Linked DNA regions of Danio rerio: region 2 is linked to region 1. The links are chromatin contacts, called in public Micro-C maps. All regions are on one chromosome and are shown on one strand. Each heading gives the region's core, a stretch centred on a gene start, on an enhancer-like site or on the middle of the called end of the contact. The rest is flanking DNA. Distances are from core to core; before and after follow the strand shown.

The links. Hi-C and Micro-C count contacts between places; a contact is called where the count stands out from the background.
Region 2: a Micro-C map of caudal fin shows a contact between it and region 1, with 6 times the contacts expected there. The contact joins the promoter of tmem160 here to the promoter of mipepa in region 1. A contact is called at or near these places in 4 of 18 Hi-C or Micro-C datasets (caudal fin, embryo, hematopoietic stem cells and 1 more) and 1 of 4 datasets of contacts at active chromatin or transcription factors (caudal fin).

Annotation. Positions count from the first base shown.
Region 1 is chr15:9,337,343-9,343,504 of GRCz12tu, forward strand. mipepa (mitochondrial intermediate peptidase a) reads left to right here and starts at 4,402. Exons shown (of 21, transcript XR_012390606.1): 1 at 4,402-4,704; 2 at 5,069-5,242; 3 at 5,581-5,669; 4 at 5,746-5,832. bach1a (BTB and CNC homology 1, basic leucine zipper transcription factor 1 a) reads right to left here and starts at 3,387. Exons shown (of 6, transcript NM_001040313.2): 1 at 3,262-3,387; 2 at 1,610-1,864. The coding sequence starts at 1,849.
Region 2 is chr15:9,552,948-9,559,010 of GRCz12tu, forward strand. tmem160 (transmembrane protein 160) reads left to right here and starts at 3,834. Exons shown (of 4, transcript NM_001128700.1): 1 at 3,834-4,094; 2 at 4,353-4,377. The coding sequence starts at 3,876.

The DNA.
Region 1 (6,162 bases), core at 3,152-5,651:
GCATATCACTCCAATTGTGTCTTTCCAAATATATTGAAGATTGATTTCTCTTATTTAGTTAGAGTATAAATTGTATAATAACATTAATTATAATAATCAAAATACTTTTATTTATTGAAAATAAATATAAATATATTTTTTTCAATATTTATTTATAATAAACATTATAAATAAGTGGGAGTGAGAGCTTTTGAGGAGCGGCTATGGTCCTGGTCCTCAATGCAAAAGACTGCAAAATACTGGTGCATAATTATGCATAATTATGAATTTTTCTCGTCAAAGTATTACCAGAATATAAATTTTTTTACACAAATTTCATTCTTTAAAATCTTTAAAAAATCTTTACAAAAAAAATTATATATATATGAAGCATCTGGATCTGGGAGCTGCGCCCGATGATTGTCTTTTCCTGAGAGACCTGAGCTCCACCAACAGACCGGATTCTGGAGGGGATGCTCTGTCCAAAAAGGACACCAGAGACAGTGCCTGCTTGTCCCCTTTATCAATATATAAAGATATATATATATATATATATATATATATATATTGCTTGACTTTGTGGACATTCTGAATGTTGACTGGATTTAAAATAAACCTTCATTGAATCCATATTTGTGCTTCTTTTGACTTAATATAATATGCAACTCAAAGCATAAACATTATTACATTAATATTTACGCTAATCCATCTCCTAACCCCACCCCGAAAAAACTGCCCACCTGGGATTTATGTCAGCCCACCCTTCTGTGGTTGGCTAGAACCGGGCGTGACACGCGGATGCCAATGATGTCTACTTTAGTGAACAGAACCTGCATAGACTGTGAATAACAGGTAATAACGTTGTAAATAACATTCAGTTTGTTGCGCAGTTGCACACTGGGGTATGGGGTATGATTTGCGCGTGTGTGTGTGTTTTTCCTTAAAATTACGACAGCCATGACATGAGCACACTCAGCAGTAATATTGAAACATCATTTAAATGATCATATCACTTTTAAAATTGTGATTATAGCAATAATTTGATGTTATTTTTTCTTCCATAGAGAACACAAAGAGTTGTGGATGACAATAACTGTTTACTGGGGCTATATAGTGTTGATTAAATGACAAATGTTCAAGTCTACCATTCCAAGTCTATACAAAATGTAGCATTTTAACCAACAGTAGACCTACGGCCTAATGTTATTAGTGTTGCTTAACATATGGGTGAGAAATAAAAATAATAATAGCCTACTCATATTAACTTTTACATCTACAGAATCGTGAGAAAATCGTGATTTTTATATTAAACAAAAAAATTGGGATTGTCATTTTAGCCAGAATTATGCAGCCCTAAAGTACAAACAATTTGCCGAAAGAAGATGGAATGATATTCGCCTATTTCTTTTTATCGTTAATTTTTTTTTTTACTTAGAATCGCAGATTTTTGTATAAATATCTTTCACATTAGATATATGAACTTAATATTCATTCATACATGAGTAAATGATGACAAAATGTACAGTAAACGCATCAATTAAAACTATAAAAAAAAAACATAACAAAAAAAACAGCATAACAATAGGTTTCTCAAAACCACTAAGCCATCCATCAGCATATCAAACATTACCTCATCCGGCAAGCTGACAGTGGGGTTTGCTTGGCTGTGGTTTGTCAGTCTGGTGTAAAAATAGTGGCTGCAGGAAGCCAGCACAGAAGAGTGTGCTCGAAAGCTCCTGCGCTCCACTTCAACAGTCACATCACACAAGAGCTCTTTCTGTCTGAGCTCCTCCAGCGAGCGCAGAACATGATGGCTGTGAACAGCGGACTGGAAGGTGAAAACAGAGGTCCGGGGGCCATCCACAGACATGACGCAGGGCTTTAGCTATGAAACAACACACACACACACACGTTCATACAGTACATATGCAACTGTGTAACAAAGAGGAAATAAAGAAATTGGTGCATTATGTTACACCCGGATGGTGTGATGCACCAGTCAATACAAGGCATTTATGGGCACACATTGTATGAATATTCATTTACAATTACAGCATGTAGAATATAAAATATGGAAAAATACATACTTGTGAATTTGGAGATTTTGGGCTTACATAAAGTGATTTTTCAGTAGGGAAAACATTCAAAAATACTTTGAATTGCTTTTTTCGTCCAACTTTATCAGTTTTTGTCTGTATACTTCAATTGCAATATATATTTATAAATTCATTTTTCTTTAAATGTCTTTTGCTTTTCATAAATCTCCACTTCAGCAGCTCTAGAGTTTTTTAGTATTTATTTTTATAAGAAAACATTGTGTTTTGTTTCATGCTTGTATTAAAGGTCATTTATTTTACCCCTTTATCAAGATTTTTTACAATTTTTAAATGTATTTGTATTGCCTTATTGGAAATGTAATATTTCCCAGGTAAAAGCCAAGTTCTATTCCAGTCAACCAAGTAAAAAGTACTTCCAGTAAAACTTTCATATAGAAGGAATTTTTCCTTTTAAATTGAGAAGTTCGACACATAAACTTATAGTTTCATTTCTTGTCAGAGAACAGACTAACACCTTTTATTAAGGGAACGAATATCCACTGAGCTCCTTGGGTTAAATGAACTAAACCGGGTGATATTACTTTACCCACTTTATTAAATTATTTTTATGTAAACATAACATTTTACAAAACAACTTGGGTTCCAAAACTGCTTACAATAAGTCTCTCAGCCGGGAAAGCGTGGTGATAAACATTAGTTAATTTGTAATTACCATTTTCCTTATGAAGACCATAGACTACGACGCAATGTCTAGTCTTGACAGAACTTTAATGATAGTACTTTCACGTAAAAAGAGTAGCAATTAGCACAAGTAAACAGACTCACTGAGCATGACTCTGCAAAAAAAAAAAAAAAAGTAACGTTAACGCTAAAAACGACGACTAGATAAAAACTGACCATTCTGTATATTTGTCAATCATATAGTTCCCAAACAGAAACGCAATAATAGTTAGCGTTGAATCGATTTGTCAACAAAAGCCAATATAAGTGCAGCTCTGCAAACATTTGTTTTGCTTGCATGGATAACATTGCTTAACTCCAGTAACGTTACATGGAGATTCCCATTTTGCTAACCTGTCACAGTGGTTGGCATGTAAAAAATAAATAAATAAGGAACTAACTTAGCTAGCTGTTTATAGAGAGTGATGTACAGTTTAATCTACGTTAATCATAATCTTGTTTACATGTAGAGTTCGTAAGTTTTAGAGAAGAATATAAAACGCACCTGACATATCACTGGACATCAGAAGCCGTCAAAATTCCAGCTTTGTCCATCGCTTTTGCAGTCTAAAAGTTAAATCGGATTAAAGTTTGACAGAGAAAGGGCTCCATAATGTCTACACGCCTGTCATGTGACTGTGCAGTGCTGCAGCGAGAGTGCGCGTCATAGCACGCACAGCACGTACTGCGTTTGCGTCTGAAAGAGCCACGCCCACTGCGAGCTCAGAGAACTTTTTTTTAAATATGAAAAAATAGATAAATAATAATGAAAAACATGACGAAATAATAAACATGCACCATAATATTTTTATTACATTTGCCAAATTTCAAGTATGGTGTTGGGAATTAATTATAAAACAAATATTATGTATGTATTTAAAAAGACTTTTCTTTATATAAATATATAATGAATGAAAAAATAAAAATAAAAACATGAAAGTAAATAAAAATGAACATTATTATTCTTATTTAATCATCAATTACTATCAATTAAAACGCTGTCAATTAATTATTAAAACTTGTATATTATATATTTGTTTTCTATATATAAATTTAGAAAATTCATACATGTTTTATTTGTTGTTGTTATTATTATTACTACTAAATATTATTTTTATTATTTTATGCATTTAATATTATTTTGTCAAATGTATAAATGAATATGTTTAGGTTTATGATAAACAGTTTATAAAAATAGTTTTTAGTATTTTATTGTTATTGTTATTATTTTATTTTTAAAGTCATTATTATTATTAGTAGTAGTAGTAGTAGTAGTAGTAGTAGTAGTAGTAGTAGTTGTTGTTGTTGTTGTTGTTGTAATAATACAAAAATATAACGTTAACTATAAATAAATATTAGGTTATGTGAGAATCTTTTCTTGTTGTAATAATAATAATAATAATAATAATAATGGATCGAACTTTTATTTTGTAATACCAGAGCTGATTCGCTTCATTTTCACTTTCCCTTTAAACTCGCTGTGACCTCCTTAGGCATTTGTTCAATAATCAGACCATACTATAATTAACTACCGTGTTTTAAAAATGCAAAAAATTAAGCTCTACCCCATCAGCAATTAATTTCCAAAGTTTCCCCTTATTTATTTACATTTCGAAAGTGCTGTTGTGAAATTCACCCACTCGCTGTCATTGGAATAGCATGGCATCATGGCATGTGTGTTTTCCTAACCCCCCTCAAACTTGCGTTGTCCTGAGCGCTAAGTGTGTCCGAGTTGTTCAGTTTAATTGCTTTAGTCGTCGGGTTTTTTTCTGGCCGTGAGAGGGAATTGTCTACAGTAATGTCGGTGACCCGCGTCAGACCGCTGGTGTGTTTGTTTGGGCGCGGGGCAGCGGTGAGACTCTGCCGGACAGTGAGCACCTGGTCACCGGTAGGAGCCGCTTTCAACGCCAAAGTCCAGAGGAGGCTCGAGCTCTTCCAGCAGAATGTGGTGAGAGTATACCCCTAAAGGGATAACATGGTACACCCAAAAATAAAAATGTATTCACTATTTACTCACCTTCAAGTGGTTCCAAACCAGTTTCTTTTTTGTTGAACACAATGAAAGATATTTTAAAAGGAAGCTGAAAACCTGTAACCATATACTTCCATAGTAGGAAAAGCATATACTATGGAAGTAAATGGTTACAGGTTTCCAGCATTCTTCAAACTATCTTTTTGTGTTTAACTGAAGAAAGATACTCAAACAAGTTTGGAACAAATAAAAGGTGAGTAAATTATGACATCATTATTAATTTCTGGATGAACTATTCATTTAATGAAGTAGATCATTGACTATGTTGTTGTTGTTTCAGGGTCTGTTTGGGGTCCCGGAGCTCAGCTCGGTGGATGGTTTTGAGGTGGTACAGGATCGAGCCCTGCAGGAGACAGAGCAGCTAGTAGAGGAAGCCTGTCGCTGCCCTGCTGGAGTCCAGACTGTACAGATATTTGACAAGCTCTCAGACAGCCTGTGTAGAGTGGCTGACATGGTAATCAATCAATTAGGTGTCTACGATATTGGAAAAACTGTCTTTGTACCCAACTGTCTCTATATGTTTATTGTATTCGTAAGTAGAAAAACACAAAGAAACATAATAAAATACATTTGTTTATTTATGTTTATTTGTCATATTAGTTAGAAACAAAATGCACTTCAATTAAACACACTTTCAATTTAATGTAAATAATATCATTTTTGTTTAATTAGACAACAAACACCAAAGTTAGATGTTTAAAACGTTGACACATATTTTAAAAATACATTAAGTAAGTGTTTTTTTTCTCATTCATTCATCACTTAATAATTCATTTGTTTATTTGTTTGTAGGCAGACTTTATTAAAGTAGCTCATCCTGACCCATCATACCGAGAAGCAGCAGAGAAGACTTGCATAAACATTGGCACCATGGTGGAGAGGTGGGTCTGGACTCACACACCTTTTTATTGAACTTTAACGAATTAAACATTTATTCGAATTGAATCTGCCCTACAGGCTTAATACCAATGTTGAATTGTGTAAAAGCTTAAAGGACTTGTTGGACAACAAAGAGGTCATGTCTAAACTGGACCCGGAGACAAGGTATTAATCACACTTTCTTTTATTTTAAAATAAATTGCCACGATACACGTGCAGACGCCATTATAGCACTCCATGCCATCAGTTAACTTAAAAAAATAATAATTAAAACAGGCATATTATACAAATCTCATAACAAAATTGTATCTTTTTTATGTCTTTGTAACAAACTTTACAGTATTCACTATAGGGCTGCATGACATGCATGACAAATTTGACATTGCAGTATTTAGATTTGCTGCGATGTACAGTTAAAGTCAGAATTATTAGCCTCCCTTTGAATTTTTTTTTTTTTTTTTTTTTTTTTTTTTTTATATATTTCCAAAATGATGT
Region 2 (6,063 bases), core at 2,584-5,083, 220 kb after region 1:
CAGCTTCAATCTGGATTTTTCAGTGCAGGGTTTTAGGCTTTGCATCAATGAGACATTGAAAAAAATTAGAGATTATTTTGTCAAAAGATAACAAAAAAAATTATTTAACTAAAAAAGATTAGGTAGATTTATTATAAGCTGTTTTATTAAAGTAATTTATATTTAATTAAATTGTGAATGTGTGTGTGTGTGTGTGTGTGCGTGTGTGCGCGTGTGCACGTGTGCACGTGTGTGTGTGTGTGTGTGTGTGTGTGTGTTATAGTTTACATGAAACAATAATACAGGACAAGGTCTTTACTGGTGTTTGCCACTTACAAAATAAAATTGCGCTTTTGTAAATTTTAATTATTGCATAATGCAGCGGTTATCAAACTTTTTTCACCAAGTACCACCTTAGGATAAAATGTCTCTCCATTCATTTATTCATTTTCTTTTCGGCTTAGTCCCTTTATTAATCCGGGGTCGGCACAGCGGAATGAACTGCCAACTTATCCAGCACGTTTTTACACAGCGGATTCCCCTACAGCCGCAACACATCTCTGGGAAACATCCACAAACTCTCATTCACCCTCATACACTACGGACAATTAGCCTACCCAATTCACCTATAGTACATGTCTTACCTACTGCACCACTGCGTACTAGCTCTATGTCTCTCCATGTACCACCATAATGACCAGTATTTGAGTATTGAAATACAGTAGCGTAGTAGGCAAAAACAAGACAGATTAATTCTTAATTTGAATATTCTTCTATTGTCATCTACTTAAAACATTAAAGTAGCTAGTACATCAGCATCAACACAGTCTTGTGCTTACTGGTAAATACAACAAACGGAAAAAAAGTAACATTTAAATTAAAATGTGATTTTAAAAGTTAATTAAAAAGTAAAAAGAAAATTGCTTTACTTAAATATAACATGTTATTGTTTACATCAAATGGTCAAAAGTATGGTAATTTTCTTTTATTATTCAGTGATTTCTTCATGATCTACTACAAGGAAACCAGCATACCACTACTGGAATGTTTACCACAGTTTGAGAACCACTGGCATAAAGCATTTATTAGATATGAGATATAAATGCTATTATGAAATACACTGCATGGTTTTCATAATAAATTATTTAAAAAAAAAAACTTGCAATACTAAAAACTATATTGCTGGTCTTGATCAAAGAGACTTGTAATACTTAAATATTCTGATGAAAGTTACATTTACATTTATGACTTCTACTTATCTTTTTGATATCACAATTAGAAAGTAATAAGGTTTTTAATGTAATATTTTATTTAGTGGGAAAAATTAAACTATGACATTTTATTAAAATAATTTTAATAATAATAATCGTGACAGAAATAAGCATTTTAATGTAATGTATGAATTTTCCTCATTATTCTGACCTGATTGACGTTATTCATTTATTTATCTTCCTTCAGCTTAGTCCCTTCCCTTCAGTATTCATCAGGGGTCACCACAGCGGAATGAACCGCCAACTTATCCAGCATATTTTTTCACAGTGAATGCCCTTACAGCTGCAACCCAGTACTGGGAAACTTTCATACACTCTCACATGCATACACATACACTGCGGACAATTTAGTTTATTCAATTCACCTACATGTCTTTGGACTGTGGGGAAAACCGGAGCACCTGGAGGAAACCCACGCGAACTTGGGGAGAATATTTAAATCCCACACAGAAATGCCAGCTGACCCAGCCGGCACTCGAACCAGTGATCTTCTTTTTCAATTATTTCTTTGACAATTTCCTAATTGACTTTAATTTATTTAACTTTATATGCATTTATGTTAGATAACAATCTCTGTAATTGTGATCACACTTTATTTTGATGGTTCTTTTGTTGAATTTTAAGTTACATTGCAACTAATTCTCATTTGATTATAAGTAGACTTTTAGGTTGGGGTCAGGGTTGGGGTTAGGGTTAGTGTAAGTTGACAGGTAGATATCAACAGATATTAAGCAAACAGTCTACTAATATTTAAATCAACCATTAAAATAAAGTGTTACCTTTATGGTTATTATCTAGTAGTGGTTCTCAATCTTTTTTTTATCAAGTACCACCTCAGAAAAAAATTGTCTCTCCAAGTACCACCATAATGACCAGTATTAAAATATGTAGCGTAGCAGGCCCAGTAAAGCAGCAACAGCTCTGCAAAGTTTTATTTATTATTTTTATATTACCACTTTAAACATTTTAAATAGTTTGAACATTAACACTGTACTGTGCTTATTTGTAAAAAGGCAAACATACCAACAAAGATTATTAATTTAAAATGTGCTTTTATAAGTTCATTAAAAAATGGTAGGCTACTGTTCCTAAAAAGTAAAAAAAAAAAAATGCTGTACTTAAGTGTAAAGTGTTAACCAGTATCCTATTCATCAAAACGGAAATGTTGCTTGGACCTCATAAATATAGGCTATATGTCATCATATTCATATATGAACCATTTTTGATAAATTCTGAAAAATATGTCTCAAGTACATAAGGCATATTGGATTCCTCTGCGTACCACTAGAAGGAAGCGCGTGTATTACTAGTGGCACACATACCACAGTTTGAGAACCACTGATCTAGCGCAGGGGTTTCCAAACTTTTCAGCCCGCGACCCCAAAAATGATCACATCAGTGGCTCGCGACCCCCATTTTTCAAGGTGGTTGTACTGTAAATATGTAAACGTTGCAGACACAACTATAGGCAAATATAAACATGAGCTTATTGACAACACAAAAATGCAACAGTCTATTAGCCATATGATGTTTTATACAGTCATTTATGGATTTAATTACATTTTGCTTTTAAAATTAAAGGCTGATGGCTGATTGTTATTTTTATGTTGTTGTTTCTTTAATGCAACTATTAACTATATTCTGTCGGTTATTAATAAAATATGGTAATTCTAATAGTTTAATAAAATTTATTTGAGTTTTGGATATCACCAAGCGACCCCTTGTCATTTTCCTGTGACCCTCCAGGGGGTCCCGACCCCCACTTTGAGAACCACTGATCTAGCAGACAGGTGAAATTTATGACTTTTCCTTACAATTGAAGAGTTCAGATGCAAAAACCATTAAATGCCATCTGAAATTTTCTTCTAAAATTAGCATTTTTATCAGGCTCCTGTGGGTAGGTTGAGTAATTTCACATTTATGTCAAAGAATATGCTTTTTTCAGGGTCTTTAAAATAAAATAATGCAACATAAACTAAGGAAAATGTTAATTTTCCACTGAAATTTCAGACAGGATCTGAACTCTTCAATTATGATTCTAACATAAATTATTTTTAAACATTTTTATTATTGTTATTATATTCCATATATATCATTTTTGACCAAATCATTGATTTTGTCCTATGTGATTTACCAAAAAATATGATAGATTGTGTGACAGAATGAGATAACGTTAATAACATAAAAGTTTGTGTGCAAAAGCGCAAGCACATTTTTTTGTCATATTTATGGTTTTTTATCTTATCATGATGACTTACCAAGTCAGAGTTGAGGTTTGGTGTGGTGGGGACCTTTGTTATGTTTTGGCGCCATCCTTTGGACACAAAGTCGACTAAATCATCCAAAGATTTAATTTAAACCTTTTTAACTATTAAAATCGGTGATTTAAAAATGAACAGAATAAAATAATAAGAACTAAGATGTAGAAGAAAAGTAATTAAACGAGTCAATGACATTAAACTCGTAGATAGATAGCTTCACACATGTGGAAGTAAGGATAGATGGCGCCACTGAAATACACGCCGAGTCCCGCGTGGACGCGGAAGCGTCTTTACGTGCACTCACTGGCAGTGTCGAAGTTCAGAGGTCGGGAAAAGGTCGTGTTTTGGGTTTACAGCATAAGCAATGGCTTCTATCAGATGGTTAATGGGTAGCCGGTTGTCTCGGTTCGTGTGTCCGTTCGCTCAACTCGTGCGGCAGCCGGTGTTGCAGTATGTGCGGCCTCCGGTGCGTGCGCTTCACCGGGGGAGCGTTCGCCGGGCGGCGGAGAAAAACCCGCTAAACAGTAGAGCACGAGCAGTGGAGCAGCAGTACATCACAGAACTAGATAAAGCTGATGCTCTGGTAAACATTAAAACACTCACTCACCCACTCCTTTGCACTGATTTGTTTAGAACTAAAATTGTTTCAATAATAGTTTGCATTAATTACGAAAAACATGTGTGGTAGGCTACTAAGATACACTAAATAGCAATAATATGACTGTATTCATGGAGGTGTTATTAATATGTTGTCGTGTGAAATGCGTGACATTACTGTGGTATAAAAATAATTATATTCAATAATTCTAATTATTAAAATATCTGTTTGTAACTTTTTTAGATGCTGCGAAAGTCACATGAAACAGGTGAGATTTTCTGTCTAAATGATTATTATGAAATTAATAATAGCAAGACTAAGCCGATGTTTTCCCCCTTATTGGCTATTTATTTTTCTGTTTGTTATATCAAGCGCCAAAATAGCAATCAAAATAGCAATAAATAAATAAACAAAAAAAATAAACAATTCATAATGTCATATGATAGTCCATACACCAATAGACCAATACATAGATTTCAAATGTCTACAGATAAATAACACAAGTCATGGAAAGTTATGTTATTTTACTTTGAATGCTTTTATAATTATATCTATAGTAATAGATGGTTATTTTATTTTGTGTAAGTATAGTACAACAGTATACCCAGACACTTTATTTTTTAGTAGCATTGACTTAATTTTCCTTTTTTTTTGTCCTTTGGAATTTTTCTGTTTTAAAGCGTTATGAGCTGTGAATCAAACCTAATCGGCTATGATGAGAATCGCAAAATTGCAAATATGAAAGCTTATAGCAATCTGACAAAAATAAATATAAGACTTTATTGAGGGAAAGAAATGTAATCCCATGAATCAAACCAAATAACAAATTTGCATTATAAATATTTTAGCAATAATTATTTAAAATGTTATAATATTGCTTTAATTACAGTATAACTAGAGAAACATTATGTTTTTATGAACAGTATTTTTAGAGTGTGCGATGCGTGAGGCCAGCAAACACGCAGAAGCTTTCAGTTAAGATGAACACAGTTTCTATAGTTATACTTTATTTATAGATAAAGGTATATGGCTCTGTATATAATCACTCTATCTTGCTGGAGTTTATAGCCGTTTCGCTTTACTTCAGGACACATTATTGCCGCTATGAAGGTCTAATCGCTGTTTTAAGTTATCCAGAGTTGTATGAATGTACAAATCTTGAATATAATAATATTATTAAATATTACAATTTTATCAACTTATACAGCAACACTTTTGCACAATCGATACCCAGCTGATTCAGTCGTTTCATAAGAGGACCGCGCTTCTCTTCTTTTTTCCTTGTCAACATAAGGGCAGTGAGGTGTGCCTCGCGTTTTTGGAATGAAAAAAGCACGTTAGCTGTGGTCGGCCCCTTGTTCAACTGCAAGACATACTAACTTGCGGGACGATAACGTATAACCCGTGCATACAGACACATTTGCCAAAGAAGCTAAATGGAAGAAGAATATTGCTTGAAACAGACGTGTTGATGCCAAAAAAAGCGCTGATGTTGACCTGGATCTGCATCATAAACGCAACAAATAGGCTTTACCTTTTATTTTACAGCATATAAAGCATGTATGAACATTAATGCAATATCATATTTAAACAACAAAACTGTTTACAAAAAGTCAACATATGCGCGCGTTGTTGTTGTCTTTTCATCACGCAGCGCTCGCACTTGAGCCGCGATGAAGAGAAAAGAAACCATATAGCAAGACATAATATTTAAAATAATGATTTGTATTAAATATGTAAAAGGTTTTGTGATTATAATAATACAAGGGGGGCATTAAATAAATGCATATTTTCCGTGGAGCGAGCGATTTGAGGAAGTCTGCTTATTTTATTTGATGGAAGACAAAAATATGATTGGAAAAAAACAGCCTATACCTGTTATTATAAAATAATCAGTCAGTGTTTTCGATTTGTAATATAAATTAATTATTTAATTTGAAAATTATTTAGGGCA